Regions from separate parts of the Mus musculus genome. Here region 1 is linked to region 2. Evidence: chromatin contacts called from public HiChIP or PLAC-seq data. All regions are on one chromosome and are shown on one strand. Each heading gives the region's core, a stretch centred on a gene start, on an enhancer-like site or on the middle of the called end of the contact. The rest is flanking DNA. Distances are from core to core; before and after follow the strand shown.

Region 1 (2,700 bases), core at 98-2,597, 180 kb before region 2:
TTGTACAATATTTCAAAAACAGAAAATTGACTCCTTAGAAAAGGAGACATTCTTAACTATGTTGAAATTTTGCCTTAAAATATAAAGCTTCTAAGAATGAGACCAGAGGATCCTTTCATACACAGAGATAGATGCTGTGATACAAATTTAATTCATCCTGTTATGGTTTATTTATCAGGGGCTCTGCTACCAAAGAGTTCAAAAAACATGTGTCTGTAGAGTGCCCAGGGAATTAGGATCCTAAGAATGGGGGAAGATCCAGAAAAATCTGTTTGTATAAACCCATCTTTCTTTGATACCCTTGTCTGCCGCCTGACTGGAAGGGATGGGAACACATCAGAAAGGCGGTGGGTTGGTGGGATGGAGACTTTAGGCTTGGACTTGACTGACCAAAGCTTATCCAACCTGAGACAAAAAGCCTTGGGTGAGCTTGGGATTTGTTTAGGATACTAAGGGCCACAGCACCCATTTTCCTTAAGCACTCAGGAGTGTGCCCGCCCATGAGTGCCCCACTAGAAGTTTCTGGATCTGTGATGACTTCTATCTTGAATGGAATAGACTAAGATTGTGAACTGTTTCTTTCCTTTTTTGCCAGTACCTTCTTTCTACTTCCTAAAAACAAGGTTGAAGGGATATTAGCCCACTTGAGCAAAAGGCTCCGGCAAGCGTTGTTCGTCTTCCCCATTCCTTCTGCCTTGCTAAAAACCCTTAGATTACATTCCTAAAGCTAGCCACCAAGGGCTATTTCTTTATTTGACCACTTTCTCCTCCTAAGGCTGACTACCAAGGTCCAGCTATTAAAGTATTGAAGGCCTGCAATCAAAAGCCCCCTTTGACTTACCTAACTAACGTGGCCAAACAAAATTACACACCTCATTCTAATAAACCATCGTTTTTCTATGTGCCACATCTGTCTCCTCTCTATCCAGAGGCAGTCCTTTGTTCTCTGGGACAAATATCCCTTCTCCCTCTCCCCTGCTCTTTCCCCTTCTCCCTCATTTTCTATCTCCCTCTCTTGTTACCCATCATTTGTCCCTCTGGGGCAAATAAATCTCCTTTGAACTTGGTCTTTGGGTGTCTTGAGCCGATACTTTTTTCCTTTCAAAGGTTAAAATGTAACAAATTAATGTCCTACAAAGAAGGGAGATGCTGAAAGGAAACCAACCTTGGTGGTGTGTTATAGGACCCTGCAAGAACTTTTAGTGTTTGCTCTCGGCTGCCAGGGCCATGGTATGAAAGCCAAGTGGTGATGTCAGCACTTGAAATACATGTTGCACACACATTGCACAAAGGAAACGGTCGCAGAGTGAAGCCTGACTGAATTACAAACAGCCACAGCCCAGCTGTCCACTGTAAAGCTGGCAAGTGTAGCCACTCACTTCTCCCCTATTCTGTATCTGGTGATAGCTACTGTGGTTGTGCCGACTCTTTCCATCTCTACCAGTATCACCACCCTCCTAGTGGTGCCTAGTCCTCCAGCCAAGCAAAGGACCTTGGGGGTCTGTGACCTAGAAAAATCCTAGAACTGGATTTAGACACAGCCCTGGGAGATGAAATCAGATTTTGATTTAATACTTATGTAGTTTGTTGTGATAAGTATATAAGGATCCTCTGTCGAGTGTTAGTAGAATAGGGAAGATTTTTAGAACAGAGAAAGGCCTAGGAGGGGATAGCAGAATGGTTGCTGTTGGGTGTGCCCATTTGAGCTAAGGTGCTTTGGTGACCACACATTTTGACAGCAGTGCTAACATATACCTCTTAGTCTCTCACCCAGGGTGTCCTAGCAGAGTTCTGAATGAGAAGGCAGTCAGCCTCCTAGGAAGGAAGTAGTTTTACAAAGACTCACACTTCGTTAAGAAAGCATCTTCAAAATTATTAGAGAAGAGTAAAAACAAAAACAAAAAACGTGTAATTCTGCACACCACTGACTTCCTTATGGGAAACATGTCTTAATGCTGAAAGGATTCAGAATTAACTATAGAATTAGTGGGTTCTTTTTATTTCCCCCTTTCTGACTTTTTGCGATAGGGTGCCATCTTGACCAGGCTGGCATCAACTTTATGTGTAACCGAGGATGCCCTTTGAACTCCTGATAACCCTGCTTCTGTATCTCAAGTACTAGCATTATAGATAGGCACTACCATACCCAGCACTAGAATTGTCTATGAGATTGGAACTTACCTTTAGACAACATTTTCACTGCAAAGAGTCAAGGACATTGAATGTATAGAAAATGTTCTCAAAATGGTCAAGGCATAGTACTCAGCCTGGAGAGGGGTGGAGGTAACTCTGGTGCCGAGATGATCAGGATCTCACCAATTGCTTAGTTATCACTGAGACAGATGAAATTCCAGACAAAGGCTCACTTATAATACAAACTAATTACCTGTCATCTTACACGTCTAAATCTAGCAGCCTCTTTATCTGGTGAAAAAAAAAAAAGTTGAAGGAGAATGATGTAATTACATTAGATGATCAGCTGAAATAAGTTAACTAAGAAATGTTTGAAGAAAGACAAAGCTAAGCTGTGGCACACTGGGATTGCTCTTGTTGGCCCTCTGTCAGAAGCGACATTCTTGGACTGTGAGGTTCAGCTTTCTGGGAGGAAAGGGGGAGGGGAACCGTGGGATGAGACCACATGTTGGACTTCAGGAGGTGTTCATTAGACTCCAGTCTTTCCACTCTGTATTCTGTGGTGTT
Region 2 (2,700 bases), core at 139-2,638:
CAGGAGACTGTTTTCCAACCATCTATCATGTGCTGGCATCAGTGTTTCAAGGACATGGGCTCCTGTCACCCCAGTGCTGCTATGGGCTTTTGGACAACAGCTTCTTGAAGTTGAGCCTTTACCCTAAGGAAATACACCTTCTCCTGGACAGACATATGGAAGAGGCCAACTGAGCAAGGCCATTAACAGGGTCCCTGTTCTCCATGGAGCTAGTTAGGTTTCTTCAAAGCTGCTTACACCCTCTCTGGTTGACTGCCACTCCCCAAGGCCCTGTTTGCCCTCACTGACTACAATACAGCCTTCTTCCCAGTCTGTCAGCACTCTCTCCTCCTCTGCCTCTCCTTCACATGAACTGCACCCCCACTTCTCCCCTCAGAGAAGGTGAGCAGAGGGGCTATTGGGAAGAGAATAAAAGCAAAAAGGACTTTATGTCCAAAATTAGTGATGCTTGAAAAATCGGTGCAGTTTTTCATTTGACTTAACTGAAAATCTAAATGTGCAAAGATGTGAACTGACTCTCTGTCTCTCTGTCTCTCTGTGTTTGTCTCTCTTTCCCTCTGTCTTAGATGTCTCTGTTTCTCTCTCTCTCATTTGGAAGGAAAGGGCATCAGAAATCTGTATAGAGACCACCTTACAGTAGATAATTAAGCCTTTTGGGTAGGGCCTAGGGCTCTAGTGCAAGTTGCATGTAGTAGAAGCCAGAGAGACCTGGAACACAGTGTATCTTTTGGGGAGAGTGCGAGTGATTTTGAGAGAGAATTTCAGAACCTTTTAGTAAAAAGCTTGAGTATAAATGGTGCATGAACATCTCCCGCAGGACAAAATACAAAAATTTGCAGGATTTGGCAGTGCTCTCCCTTCCCGGGGCGCCTCCCTATCTCTCTGTCCTCCACTCCCTTCTCAGGGGATACACACCAGCCTGGCACACAGGGTGGGGGGAGGTCAAGGGGAATGTTTGTTAATGAATCAGTCAGTTTTGGTTAAAATTAAATTCACCTCTCTCTCTCACAGGGGTTGGAACAGCCAGACCCGAATCAAACAGAAGAGGAAAGAAGGAAAGACACTAGGTAGAGCTTAAACCTTAATGTTTAAGAAATATAGTCACCAGAGAGGTGACTAGCCCAGAAAGTGGCAATAAACTGTTCATGTGCATCTCAGACGTGAGATCCAGGTTTTCAAGTTTGTTAGGGGATTTAACGCAAATCAATATGCAAATCGAGAGCATTAAAAAAAAAAAATCCAGCCCTTTCTTGGGTCACACACAGGTTAGCTAGAGTGGAGCTCACCCAGATGCTCCGCAGCACCAGTCCAAGAGGAAGAGCCCGGAGGAGGGCAGTCCCGGGGGCGGGACCATGACGTTGGGGTCAAGGCGGTGCTTTCTCTCGTTCCTCCCCCGGCCACGGCCGCCGCGGCGGTGGCTCTGCATCTCCAAAAAGGGCCCTCCGACTTCTCACTGGGCCAGTCCGGCGCTGGGTGGCGGAGCCCTACACTGCTCCCGCCGGTCCCAGAGCCGGGATCCCTTCTCTTCAGAGTTTCGAGCAACTTTCCCCGCCTCTGGAGCTAAAGTGGCTCGGGGACTGTGACCACCGCAGGTGGGAGAGTCCCCGGCCCGGCTCTCCGCATCTTCGCTGTGCGCTCGCGCTGGGAAAGCCCTGGGTGCGTGCACCCTGGGGGTCCCCGGCCTCGGCTCTGTGGGCGAGATGCCTCTGGGACACATCATGAGGCTGGATCTGGAGAAGATCGCCCTGGAGTACATCGTGCCCTGTCTGCACGAGGTCGGCTTCTGCTACCTGGACAACTTCCTAGGCGAGGTGGTGGGCGACTGCGTGCTGGAGCGAGTCAAGCAGCTGCACTACAACGGGGCCCTGCGTGACGGCCAGCTGGCCGGGCCGTGCGCCGGCGTCTCCAAGCGGCACCTGCGAGGCGACCAGATCACGTGGATCGGGGGCAACGAGGAGGGCTGCGAGGCCATCAACTTCCTCCTGTCCCTCATCGACCGGCTGGTCCTGTACTGCGGGAGCCGGCTGGGCAAATACTATGTCAAGGAGCGGTCCAAGGTAGGATGCGTGCGGGTGCCCAGCCGCAGCTGCGCTGCAGGGGACGGGAAGCCTTCATTCGGAGTGTTGTGTCGCCTTCGCTGGGGTGCAGCGAACTTTGGTTTTTAACCAAGAAGTCAGCTTGCCTATCTGCCCTACTTGCGTCCCCTCCACCTCCTGGCCTAACCCCTTAAGCAAAAGTCCACGTTAAGGGGCTCAGGTGTCTCGTGATGATGAGCTTCTGCTGACTCTGAAAGAATTGCCCTGGTTTTGGTGATGACCGCAAGGACAACTGGCTGGTGGAGGGAAAAGATATTGGAAACACTGCGACACGCATGTCCATGATCCGAAGTGCCTCCTTTAAAGCCACCCGGTACTGCCCTTCACAGTAGCCAGAGGCACTCTTAACTCTACTAGAGGCAAGTCTAATTTTTGCCTTGTGTTAGTTGGCTTGTAGAGTTAGGTAGGGTGGGAGGGAAGAGTTCGGTATGACAAGGTTAAGTCCTCCACTTCTGCTGCAGCCTTTGAGCCCTGGGGCTCAGAATTCTCATAGACCCCTCAGCCCAAGTGCTGAGCCCCACGCCATCGCCTTTCTTTTCCTATAAACTCATGGCAAAATCCACTCAAACAACCTGATAAGGTCCATGAAGAGAGTGGTGAGGTA

The links. HiChIP or PLAC-seq counts read pairs in DNA pulled down with a chosen protein or histone mark.
Region 1: a contact with region 2 is called in an H3K27ac HiChIP or PLAC-seq map of VIP interneurons, with 4 times the contacts expected there. The contact joins the enhancer-like site here to the promoter of Egln3 in region 2. A contact is called at or near these places in 1 of 39 promoter capture datasets (liver), 2 of 484 Hi-C or Micro-C datasets (macrophages and nephron progenitors), 12 of 115 datasets of contacts at active chromatin or transcription factors (CD8 T cells, the SCID.adh cell line, VIP interneurons and 9 more) and 2 of 9 other capture datasets (adipose tissue and liver).

What each region holds. Positions count from the first base shown.
Region 1 is chr12:54,384,213-54,386,912 of GRCm38.p6, reverse strand. No RefSeq gene overlaps it. Among named protein-coding and RNA genes, the nearest start is that of Gm7550, 5.8 kb to the left of the region's middle. Within about 2 kb of position 1,347, at least 31 of the 459 cell types and tissues checked have an H3K27ac peak or open chromatin away from gene starts, as enhancers often do. A contact at or near this core is called in VIP interneurons and neural progenitor cells, where this site is marked.
Region 2 is chr12:54,202,562-54,205,261 of GRCm38.p6, reverse strand. It overlaps Egln3 (egl-9 family hypoxia-inducible factor 3), which reads left to right and starts at 1,388. Exons shown (of 5, transcript NM_028133.2): 1 at 1,388-2,057. The coding sequence starts at 1,701.